2 separate regions of the Mus musculus genome follow, and region 1 is linked to region 2. The links are chromatin contacts, called in public HiChIP or PLAC-seq maps. All regions are on one chromosome and are shown on one strand. The core of a region is the stretch at or near the end of the contact, and the rest is flanking DNA. Distances in the headings are between cores, read along the strand shown.

What was found. HiChIP or PLAC-seq counts read pairs in DNA pulled down with a chosen protein or histone mark.
Region 1: a contact with region 2 is called in an H3K4me3 HiChIP or PLAC-seq map of the SCID.adh cell line, with 11 read pairs. The contact joins the enhancer-like site here to the promoter of Lca5l in region 2. A contact is called at or near these places in 11 of 39 promoter capture datasets (the 3T3-L1 cell line, 3T3-L1-derived adipocytes, cranial neural crest and 6 more), 2 of 484 Hi-C or Micro-C datasets (B cells and bone marrow-derived macrophages), 7 of 115 datasets of contacts at active chromatin or transcription factors (the SCID.adh cell line, embryonic stem cells, forebrain and 2 more) and 4 of 9 other capture datasets (adipose tissue, embryonic stem cells, liver and 1 more).

What each region holds. Positions count from the first base shown.
Region 1 is chr16:96,322,042-96,328,304 of GRCm38.p6, forward strand. No RefSeq gene overlaps it. Among named protein-coding and RNA genes, the nearest start is that of Gm41510, 27 kb to the right of the region's middle. Within about 2 kb of position 4,285, at least 59 of the 459 cell types and tissues checked have an H3K27ac peak or open chromatin away from gene starts, as enhancers often do. A contact at or near this core is called in the SCID.adh cell line, embryonic stem cells, forebrain and 3 more, where this site is marked.
Region 2 is chr16:96,188,838-96,195,290 of GRCm38.p6, forward strand. It overlaps Lca5l (Leber congenital amaurosis 5-like), which reads right to left and starts at 3,420. Exons shown (of 11, transcript NM_001001492.2): 1 at 3,351-3,420.

The DNA of each region.
Region 1 (6,263 bases), core at 3,035-5,534, 130 kb after region 2:
AGGGGACCAAGGGTGCATCTGATGCTGGCAGCTGAACTGCAGAATGGAGGGGGTCATGGAAGGCAGCTGAGTCTTTGCACAGGGGGAGGCCTGGAGAGGACACTGATGAAGAAACAGTCTCAGTAACAGTGAAAATCCCAGGACTGTAGGGTTATGGAGAACAGACGAGGCTTGGGCTGTGTGGCAAAGTGGGAGTCCCTGAAGAGAGGCCAGGAAGCCATTTATGAAGGTGCAGCCCGTGGAGACCCTAGGACAATGGAGATGTCAGATGCCCATCAAGTATGGCAGAAGATATGTAGTGGAACTACACACTCGGCTGAGCTTAGAAGGAAGCCACATGTGCAGATGGCAGAGTGAGACAGAGGAGAACCCAGTAGATCCTGGGTTCTCATGATCAAGGAGCCTCAGACACCAGAAGACACTAAGGTATTTATGCTGCTCCATTTGGTTTTGCCTTGGTCCTTCCTTTCTGGAATGAGAAACATGTAACTTAATTGTGTGCATGTGTGCATGTGTGTGTTCTCATGCGTGTGTGTGTGTGTGTGTGTGTGTGTGTGTGTGTGTACAGTTGCCCTCTGAGGTCAGAAGAGCATGGTAAGCTAGAATTATAAGAACTGGTAAAGCTACCTATTATGGGTGTGCTGGGAACTAAACTCAGGTCCTCTGGAAGAGCAGTAATTACTCTTATACTGAGACATTTCTACACACCCCCACCTGAAATTTATTTTATTTTATGTTTGTCTACATACATGTATGTGCACCACACATATACACTGCCTGCAGAAGCTAAGAGACCCCGGATCTCCTAGAACTGGAGTTATAGACAGTGGTTGTGAGCTGCCAAGTGCATGCTGGGGATGAAACCTGGTTCCTCTGCAAGATCAGCCAGTGCTCTTAACCACTGAACCATCTCTCTCATTTCTCTAGCACTGTTTAACTTATGTTTGATTTTACAGGAGCCTGTGATGAGAGACTTTGGACTTTTAAAACCTTTTAAAACAGAGAACTTGGATTTTAAGTGCTGAAAATTTAAACCCCATGAGAGTTTTAAAGTTATACCATTTTATATCATATTACTTACATAAGATCTTGGGGATAATTAAAAAAGAAAGGTTATGAGTGATGTATTTGTGCGTTGACTTGGCAAGGGGTCAATGTGTTGGTTAGTTTTTTTGTCAACTTGGCACAAGTTAGGATCATCTAAGGAGAGGGAACTTCAGTTGAGGAATTAACTCCATCAGCCTGGCCTGTGGGCAAATCCTTAGGGACTTTTCTTAATTAATGATTGATGTGCTCAAGTCCAGCTTACTATGGGCAGGGCAAACCCTGGTCCTGGGTTGTATAAGAAAGCAAACTGACCAAGCTGTGAGGAGCAAGCCAGTGAGCAGTACTCCTCCACAGCCTTTGCTTCAGTCCTTGCGCCCAGTTTCCTGCTCTGACTTCCTTCAGGGATGCAATGTGACCAAGGGTTGGAAGCGGAAACATTCTCTTCAAGTTGCTTCTGGTTGCGTTTATTGCAGCAATGGAAAGGACATGAAGAGTACAAGCAGAGGAAGTGTTTAAGAATGAGAATACGGAGGCCAGGCGTGGTGGCACATGCCTTTAATCCCAGCACTCGGGAGGTAGAGGCAGTGGATTTCTGAGTTTGAGGCCAGCCTGATCTACAAAGGGAGTTCCAGGACAGCCAGGGCTACAGAGAACCCTGTCTTGCACAAAAAAAAAAAAAAAAAAAAAAAAAGAACGAGAATTCCGGCTGGCAGTGTGGCACAGTGGGTAAAGGGGTTTGCCACCTAAGCCTAAGGCCTTGAGTTTGATTCCTGGGACCCATACAATGGAAGGAGAGACGTGATTAACAGATGTCATCCTCTGACTTCCAAATGTGTGCGTCTGCACACACACACACGCACACACACACACACACACACACACACACACACCACATATATACATACACACACACACACCACATCACACCACACACACACACATACACACCACACATACCACACACACTACATACATACACAAACATACTACACATACCACATACATACACAAACATACTACACATACCATAAACAAACATACACACACATTCATACATACATACACATACACACGCATACACAGGACACACAGGATGTATTCTGTGGCACATACATGTGTCTTCACAGCCTCACATATCACACATACAATATTACTAAGTAAAACATTAAAAACAGCTAGAGAACAGAGAAAGAACTTAGAAATCAAGAATATGACAACAGAAAAAAATCTTTATAATCTATTCCCACAAGTAAGAAAGATAAATTGGTCAAGAGAATAGCCTGTTCCTCTCTCTGGGAACCAGATGGGTAGACTGAACATGATTCCTTTCCTCACTGGCCAGACCTTTGTCACATGGTTCATCTAGAATCAAGCACTTTTGGGAGAGGTGTCTAGGCCCTCTGCATTGCTGTAACAGTATACCTGAGGCTGAGATATTTATAAAGAAAAGACTGTATTCTCATAAATGCTGAGAAGCCTCAGGTCAAGGCCCTCTCAGGCTTCCCTTACTTTGTCTTCTGAAGGCTTTGATTTGTTCCTGGCTAATCAATGACCGTTAGCCTGAGATGTCAGGCTCCACAGGACAGAAGTTGGGTCTGGGGTTATCTCTGACTACAGGAGCAGAAGCATCTTTTGGTGCTTTTCCTGGGACGTTCTGGAATGTTCCTTGTTCTCTGGGTTCTACTGACTCTGACCCACTCTGAGCCATTTTGCCGGACTTACATGGATTTCCTGTTCTACCTGATACCACTCTGCTGCTGTGGATCTGTTATGAGTCTAGAGAGACTTGGTTCCTGTAGACTGTAACTGTAAACCTTAACTAGTGTGTACAGAAAGCCTATAGCAAAAGTCGAACTTCATAGGGGAAGGGCAGAATCCCGTCTTTAAGAGGGCCCTGTTTTGGTATTCTGTGCAGCAGTGAACCAGTAGATGAGCTTTTCATTAGAGGGAGGGGCTCACTTAAGAGCCAGAAGTAGACCTGTGGCCTGTGGAGAGGGTAGCTGAGATCTCTGAAATAACCATAGGAACCAGGATGTTTGTGTTAGCCAGAAACACAGGAAACGATGGTTGCCAGAGCTTCCCTTCCCAACTACCAAGATGACTTAGGCAAGGTAAGTGGTTGTCATAAAGCAGGAGCGGATAGGGCATAGACAGGTTCTAATTTGTGGGGCAGATGTGTGTGGAAGCTTGGAGGGGTGGCAGTTAGAGCTGGCAGAAGCTGAACAAGGGGCAGTAGGACCAGTGGCTCCAGATCTCTATCTGTTGTGTATATTAAAAAAAATTGGGTGGGAATTATAATACAGTTGTATCACATCTCCCTTCCTTCTTAATTAAGAATATATTATATAATCAGTAATATGTTTTTTCCTAAAAACATAAAGTAAACCTGCTCAACCCATGTGATAGGATTTGCATGTCTGTTTCTAGTTGGTATTGGAGAACCAGTTGTGTGCTCTTCCTGAGGAAGGCTATTTCCCCCACTCTCAGCATTCTCTAGTTGCCTGTAGCTCTTTGTCTGGGATTGAGGCCTTGTGGGCTTTATTGCCTACAATATGAGGTATTAACTAGTCATGACTATGCTTTATTTGGGCACCTTAAGAACACAACCCAAGGTGTCCACAGGCACCTGGTTTGCACCTTCAGAGACGAATGTTCTTGAATTCAAGCTAAAAAAGAAAAGAGAGAGCAAAACAAACCGAACTACTTCCCACCCCTAGTCTAAATCATGCAATAGCTGGCCACAACTTTCCAGCATAGACAGCCCTGCCCACTCTGAGGACGATCTCTCATGGCACCTCTGGGCAAGCTCTGACCAGTACACAAGAAATGAGACATGTAAAGTTAGCTTGGGCCTGCATTGTCAGAGGTCAGGGTTTCACAGGTTTTCTTACCCCCAAGCCTAAATGAACCTCTCTGACCTCCTATGGCGAGCAGAGGTCATTTTCCCACATCACACTTCTCTTTTCTAGGGCGAGACAGACCCACGGGGCGTGGGAAAGGAGTTCACTGGAGGAATGGGCTCCTGCCACCTTAGCAGGAGCTTGAGGAGGCAGAGCTAACGGATCAGAGGTGAATTGGCAGCCTCCACACTGAAAAGCCATGTGCTTCAGCTGCAAGGGGAGCCAGGGCCTTGGAGGTGCAGGTGCAGGTTCATTGTGGCCGTGGAGCTGTGCGTGTGGCTGAGGCAGTGGGGAGGAAGCTGGGGCTGGAACCCATTGCCAGGTCTCTCTCTGGCTGCTGCTGTTGGTGGTGACCATGGCAACCTGCAGTGAGGGCAGTGCCTGCTCCACTTGTCCTTCCAACTTTGTGTGAGTTCCAGGTTTGCCAACAGTACTTTGGAATCATACAGAGAAAGGGATCACGGGGGAAATCGATCTGATTTGATCAAGTTGTCATCATGGAAACCACCCTAAGCGTTCCTCTGAGAAGGTGTGTAGGGTGTTAGCGATAGCCAAGCAGTCTTACACTCCCATTATCCTCTGAGCTAATGATCCCCACCCCCACCCCCCATGCTGGTGGCCAACCCCCCCTCTCCCTTTGCTGGCGTTTGCCAGCACCAATGAAATGACATATAAGGACTGCTAACAGGAACATGGCTTGCCTTAGCAAAGGATTGAAAATGATGCTTACATTCCGGGGTGGGGGTGGGGGGAGAAAGCAACAGAAATTGTGCACCAATGCAGGAATAACACTCCTGGCTGTGGAGCATGAATCAGCAGTTTTCATGATGTTTTGCTAATTTGAAAGCCTCCCTGGCCGTGCACAGAACAAGCAGAGAGCAGTTGAAGAAAAGCTCAAATCTCAGTTTCACTGGGACTCCTGTTCTTTCTTTGTAGCCTGTGAATATATTTCCATGGCCATGCACAAAAATTTAAAGTTTCTAAAAACTGAAGAAACAAGCCCAAAACAAAAAGACTCTGTTGTGCAATGATTTTGTTGTAGAGTGAGATACCCACTCTACAGCAATCCCCAGTACAGTAATAATTACACCTTCTGACAGTGACTTTAAGCTATCGTAGGGGTTCCCTCCTGCTGAGGCAGGTATGGAATGAGGCAAAACACTTGAGCAATGGGGTCTAGTGTTGTGTTCGGCCAGCAGACCACAACCTGGGTTTTAGCCTGGAAAGGCATTTTGGAAACCTGGAAGAGAAGAGGGGCTAGGTGGCGAGAGAAAGAAATGTAGCCAAGACAGTTATTCTGATCAAAGCTCAAATTTTACTGTTACGGCACTCAGTTATGAAGGAAGGGGGAGGGGACCCGATTCCTGCCGAATAATCCAGTAGAAAGGTGCACGTGTGTGGCTCAGCAGGTTTTAGCAGTGGGCGTGGCAGAACGAATGAGCAGGAAGCTCCACCCCTGAGCAAGCAGGTTTCAGGCTGGGGGAGGGGAGACTACAGTCTAGAACCAGAGAAGTGGGTGCTGCTGAGAGGAGATGCATACACAGGGTCTGTTGGTCGGCTGGAAGCTTTGTCTAGAACCGGACTGGGAGATACTAGGTTTGGCACATGGTTTGTTCTCTCTTGGAGACCCTCCCTTACTGTCATCTAGGTTATAATCCTAGACACCGTGGGTGGTCTTTCATCATGCAGACCCTTGCTGCCTACCCTGTGGGACTCAAACAAGAGGGATTAGAGGCCCCTGCAAGAGATGCCTCATTTCAGACTTGAGGCTAGCTGTAGAGAATGAGTCTGAAGCAGTCGGGCTGAAGAACACTTCCAGAACTGTGGCAGGACTCAGGCCAACACAAGGAGCTATTCTGGAGATGGGACCACCAGTGCCTAGTGAAGACTTTCAAGCTGTGTTAGTTAGCACCTAGCAGAAGCCAGATGACCGTGGATTGCACCCCCTGAAGCTGGAAACCCTCAAAGCAAATCCTTTCTTCCATTGAGGGTGGAGTGTTTAGAGACACTTTAAAATCCCATACCTTTGCATCCACAGTGTAGAAAGAAATATGCATGTGTATATCATCAAGAGCCTTGTGCATGGCTGATGGCTTGTTTGTTTTCAGTGAGCTCAATGGCCCAGGTGGTATTGGGGAGGGGGCACACAGGGTTTATACTGGTAGACGCTAACCAGACTCAGGGTTCCAGGACCTACCTAAGCTAGATTTCCAAAAACAGGGAAGAGAAACACAGAGTCTCAAAAATGTGGTTGTGATCACCTGAGCAGACAGTCAAGACCGGGTCTTAGAAGGACCGACTGCCCTTGTCCCTGCC
Region 2 (6,453 bases), core at 2,170-4,669:
CTGATATCCTGTTTTGGTTTCCATGAGTACCTGCGTTCAAATGCACATACCAATGCACATACAACTCAAAAATAGAAATTCCTTAAAAATAATCTGGCCCCCACACACATGCACATCCACATGTATCTGAATATGCACACATGCACAGTCCCCCAAAAGAGCATTAAATAAAAGTATAGGGTATGAAATGGATATAAAATCCTTTCTACATGTAAACTAAGATGACCTAGAAAATAGATATCTATTTTCTATGAAGAAAATTTTAAGTCACTAAAAGATTTATATAAACATTTTGTTCTTACATCATAATGACAAAGATTCTAAAGGTGTAGCGGCCCCTAATGTGATTAACATAATCAAGGCAAAGCATCAAGGCTACCTTTTGGGAACTGGACAAAAATGATACAAAAGTACAGACAACAAGTATAGAAGAAGATGGAGACTGAAAAACACCAGGTCAAGGGCCACGCCCACAGGACACACCCATCAGACACACTGAGGCAAAGCTGTGGGGGGCTCACTGCCCTAGTAGCAGCAGAATGGAATAGAGGCACAGGTCCACACAGAAGCCCAGGACAGAATAAGGGTGGATGCAGGGACAAGAAGACCCCCATGGAGCAGAGTGGTCATCTGCAAGTCCAAAGCGGATCCTTACTGCATTCCTTACTCTAAAACGCTATCAGATGGCTTTGAGATGCACATGTTAAGAAAAGTATCTTGCTCCCAATGGAGGAGCTAGAGAAAGTAGCCAAGGAGCTAAAGGGATCTGCAACCCTATAGGTGGAACAACATTATGAACTAACCAGTACCCCGGAGCTCTTGACTCTAGCTGCATATATATCAAAAGATGGCCTAATCGGCCATCACTGGAAAGAGAGGCCCATTGGACTTGCAAACTTTATATGCCCCAGTACAGGGGAACACCAGGGCCAAAAAGGGGGAGTGGGTGGGCAGGGGAGTGGGGGTGGGTGGATATGGGGGACTTTTGGTATAGCATTGGAAATATAAATGAGCTAAATACCTAATAAAAAATGGAAAAAAAAAAGAAAAGTATCTTACATGAAAACACAAGATTTGGAGAGGCACAGAGCCCAGGCTGGTGAAGGAGACAGTGGACAAAACTGATGGTATTTAAACAAAAACTTCTGTATAACAAACAAGAGTGTAAGTGGCATGCTACAGACAGGGAGATTTATAAAGAGTTCTTAGAGCCCTTTAGTAAGTAAGGCAGAGGGCAGAGCATCTGCTGGAAAAAGCACACAGCCAGTAAAGTTCTTCCCTTGGTTCATGCACACTGCACTGTACAGGTGAGGGGCCAAGAGCCCAGGATTTCAAAGAAAGCAGTCTAATACTTACCAAAGTTTTGATTCAAAAGTTTGATCCCTCTAAATCCTGACAAAGGGAAATTAAGTATTAACACTGATGGCTGGGCATTCCACGCCTGCAATCTCAGCACTCTGAAGGCAGAGGCAGGCAGATCTCTGAATTTGAGGCTAGTCTGCTCTACAGAGTGATTTCTAGGACAGCCAGGGCTACGCAGTGAAACACTGTTTAGAGAGGAAAAGAATTAACATGGATTGAGAGGCAGAAGAAAAATAAAAGTGAGACTTTGGCAAGGTATCTGGATTTACACTCCAGCTTTGTCAATATAATCAGCTATTTGGCCTCAGCTGCCTAAAACAAGAAATTAGATGATTTCTCAACGAGTTCTAAAGCCCAACTCTAAAATTTACAAGCGAGCTAGGCATAGTGAAGAACACCTTTAATCCCAGCACTCTGGAAGTGGATGTGGGTGTGTGGGGGTGGGGGTGTCTCCAGGCTTGGGGCCAGCCTTGTCTACACAGAAAATTTCAGACCAGTCAGAATTATATATTGAGATGCTGTCTCAAAAATGATTAAAAAAAAAAAGCACCAGTGAAACACACATTTTTCTTTTCTGAGTTAGTTGGTCAGACAGACAGGCAGACACACACACAGACATACACAGACAGACAGACAGACAGACAGACACACACACACACACACACACACACGCACACACACGCCTTTAAGAGTTGCAACATGAAAGAGTCAAGCCCAACCTTTGGATGGTTAGTTACTTTTGTGGGTTTTGATCATTTATCAATTTCATACATTACTTAGTTTCCAGTCTCTGGATATTGCAAAGTCTTGCCTTGGGGGCTGGGGCAAGTTGTGCCTGTTTGCTTTCTTTCTGCCTCTACTAAGTGACTGTAAAGCATTAGACTGTAATTCAGAGGAAGTTGACAGGTCATCATCTCTAGCTCCCCTGACTATTTTTTCCAGTGTTTATTTCTTACTAAAGTTTTCATAAAGGCGTGCGCCACCACTGCCCGGCCATAAAATCTTATTAGTAAAAACCGACCATGCTCAAGTAGAGAAAGGATATTATCAGGGAAATGCAAGGCATTTCTGGAATAATCCAGGCACTGACTGCCATTTGGGAGAAATGGTACCGTTGAATCTATTCTGGGTGTATTTTGTAAGGATGTGCTGGTAAAGTCAAACTAGATACAAAAGTGCGGATGAGTGGAAGAAGAATGAAGTTTTCAGCAACTGGATGGATTATGTATGCATCTTAGAGGAGCCTGGCTGCGGGGTTATCAGACACCTTGGACAAGCTGGCATGGAAAACGCCTTAGGCATCTGGTAGACAGGGTCAGGCTGCTGAGTTCACCGTATGGTGTTCGGAGAAGGGCCGGGGCTGATATACACATTATGGGCTCAGCGGCATTTACGTGGGCATTGAGCCTTTGGAACGGGATGACTCCATCTATGTGATTTGTGCAGACAGAAAACAAGTCCGGTGTCACACTCCGCCAAAAAAGGCTGGCCCGAAACGAGTTAACTGTTGTCAAGAAAACAACAAAATCTTAAAGCACTCATAGTGAGGTGGGTTGACAAAGAGCCCCACAGCCGAGCTGTGGGTGGAAAACAAGTGAAGCGTTTCAGAAGGATGCAGACGCCCCGCGGGGCGTGCCAGGGTTGGAAGGAAAAGCACCAGCCGGGTAGCGAATGCTTCGGGGTTCCGAAGCACCGAGGCTTGGGACCCGTTCTCGCTCTCTGCACTTTGGAGGTGGAGGGGGACACTGATCAGCGATCCCACCGGCGGCGCATCCTCCCGGATGGGTGTGCGCTGCTCCCGGGCAGGGAGGCGCCGGGGGGCTACGTTACCAGCTCCGCCGAGGCAAGGCCAGGTCGGAGGATAGAGCGGACGGAGAGAACCCGCGGCGCCGGGCCTCGGAAGGGGCCTGTCCAGCGGCTCCGGGGAGGCGGACGCGGGCTGATGAGACCACCACTGCTGGGGGCGGCGGCGGCGCCAAGGCCGTTACCTGCTCCGCGCTGCTCCCGCAGCTGCCTCCACCCTGGACTTAAGGAAGCGCGGGCGTCGCCATGGAAACCACGCGGGGCCTCCTGGGATGGCTAGTTCGGGTGTGCGCACGCGTAGTACTTGGCACTGTGGAAAAGCCGGCGGAATGGCAGGGTTCGGGGCGGGGCACCAGTTGCGCGCATGCGTACTTGGGCCAAGGGCGCCTGGGAGGTCTAGATCGCAGAGAAGCTGGAACCCAGGCGGCTGAAGGAATTTATAGCTGACCCTGCTTTTTGCCGCAGTGCCAGGAAGGGAGAGGACTGGGGACAGAGTGTCCCTGTTAACTTGGTTTTATACATGGTGGTGCTTCTTGCAAAAACTAAATGCGAGCACAAAAACTGTGTTTGGTGTACAGTATTTCCAAGCCAACAACAGGCTAAGACACTCAGGTGGTAGAATTATAGCTGTTATTTTTGAGTTTGATTGTTAAAACTGGCATTTTTAATTGTAAATTCTTTGTTGCTAAGAAGGGTAAGAAGCTATAATAGCTTTATTAGTGTCATGCAAAACAAACAAACAAACAAACAAACAAACCTCCCAAAACCAGGGCTCTCACAGGAAGAGTTTATCCTGGAACTAAATATGAATGACCGTGGCCTGGAACACAGATTTATCTTACCTCAAATATCATGTTCCAACGTGGTAAACGTTTTGTAAAGTTTTAATAGTCGCAGAACAAATAAGTCACAAATCAAGCTACTTGTAAAGTATGTAAGCTGTGCCGTCAGATACCAAGCGGGTTACAGCAAAACAGGAAAATCTACAGGCCCCAAGTGCTTCAGGTGGGTGGAAGTGAGGGTCTGTCGGTGCTTGCAAAAGAATTTACCTGACGGTCCTGTAAATGTTATATCAATCACGGGCCCATACAGTGGCCAGTCCATTAAGGAGACTAAAGATAGGCCAAGGTAATTTGGCTTCAAACCTGTCACTTTCCATTTAGCCACAATTATGTAATCTACTAAGCTAATCAGATTTTAGGATCTCTAACACCGGTGTGGCTTTCTTCTGTGGGATTTCAGTTTCCTGGGTCCATTTCTCTTATTTTGTAATTTCTCTTCCCCGCTTACCTTTTGTTTTGGCAGCACTAGAGGTGGAACCCAGTACCTTAGGATTTTGATTTTTAATTTCCACCACATGGTCCATGCTGGCTTCTAATTTAAGGGGTTAAGTGATCCGCTTACCCCAGCCTCTCACGTGGCTTGGTCTACCAGGGTGAGCCTGGCCTTTTAGCTCACTTTTAAACTTGGTATAAATCTTTGTAAAACTTGATTTGGAAGAACTTTTGATGTATCAAAACCCTGTGATATATGTTATAAATAGTTCCTTCAGGTTGCTGAATACTTTTCTATATTTTTTACAGTCAGTGTCTCACTCCATACATAGACCAAGCTAGCCTTGAACTCATAGAAATCAGCCTGTCTCTGTCTCCTGAGTGCTGGGATTAAAGGTAAACCCTACCATAAGTTATCTTTTGTTTTTAGAGTATACAGAGACAGATTTCTATTAACTCTCTTAAGTACTATGTTTTTTTGAGACAGGATCTCTTATAGTCCAGTTTGGCCTCACAATTGTTATGTAATATGTGATATGTGCCTTTAGCCCTAGCACTGGAGGCAGAGGCAGGTGGATTTCTGAGTTCGAGGCCAGCTTGGTCTACAGAGTGAGTTCCAGGACAGCCAGGGCTACACAGAGAAACCCTGTCTGGAAAAATGAAGGAAGCATTGTATGATCTTTATGACCTTTAAATTTTTAATTAAAATGTGTTTTTTTATTTTTTGAAGATTTCTTTTTATTTTATGTGTATAGGTGTTTTATTTGCATGTGTGTGTGTGTATGTGTATACCATGTATGCAGTGACTGAGAAGGCCAGAAGAAGGCACTGGAACTGGAGTTAAAGACAGTTCTTAGCCGTCAAGAAGGTCCTGGGATTTGCATCTAGGTCGTCTGCAAGAGCAGCAAGTACTCTCAGCCACCAAGCCATCATCTCTCCAGCACCTATTTATTTTGAGACAGGCTCTTACTATGTAGCTCTAGCTCACCTGACCTCACAGACCGGGCTAGCCTTGGCCTCACAGACCGGGCTAGCTTTGAACTGCTCCTCGATGCACAGTTACTACTTTATTATTATTATTTAATATTTTTATCTTTTGCTGGGCTTTGTGATATGCACCTTTAACCCTAGCACTGGAGGCAGAGGCAGAGGCAGGCAGATCTCTGAGTTCAAGGCCAGCCTGGACTAAAAAAGTTCGAGGATAGCCACGGTTACACAAGGAAATCCTGTCTCAAAACAAACAAACTAGAACACCTAACAACAAAACCAGAATATTTTTATGTAAGCTGATGATTCTGTATTTGTATGTGATGTATCTTGATTATTTTTATCACCCCCCCCTCCAGGAACTTGAATTCTTGATCTCCTTTTCCTACCTCTCAAAATGTTGTAACCACAGGCCTGTGTACCGCTGTGTTAATTACTTTTCTTTTGCTATTGTGATGGCTGAAGAAACTCCATTTTATGCTAGGCATCTGTCCATCTTGGTATTCACTAGCTTTTTGTCTCTTTCCTGGAAGATAAGTTATCAGCAATACTGACTCAGTGACCTTCCAACCCAGAAATGTCCAGCCGTGACGATATACTTGCTATGTTACGAGTAATTGCTTTTTGGCTTCTGTAACCTGCTTATGCGGTTATGTGGATGTTCAAGGACTATTTGAGGTTGCCTTGACTACCTAGTCTTGGCAGAGCAGAACAGCCAGATTTCTGAGTTTGAGGCCAACCTGGTCTACGGAGTGAGTTCCAGGACAGCCAGGGCTACATAGAAAAACCCTGTCTGGAAAAGTGAAGGCAGCACTGTAGACCTCCATTTGTGTCATGTGAAGAGAACCAGGCCAACGTCCCCACTCTGAGTTGGGGCCGTCCAGATCAAAGGATGGTTTGTGCCAAGTACCCAGGGAGCCCAGCCGCCCTGCATGCAGGGAATTGTAACGGACTCAGTCTTGTACAGGTTTTATGTGGGGAACTACAGTTGTAACAATCGTCATATTTAGAGACGGTCTTTTATCCC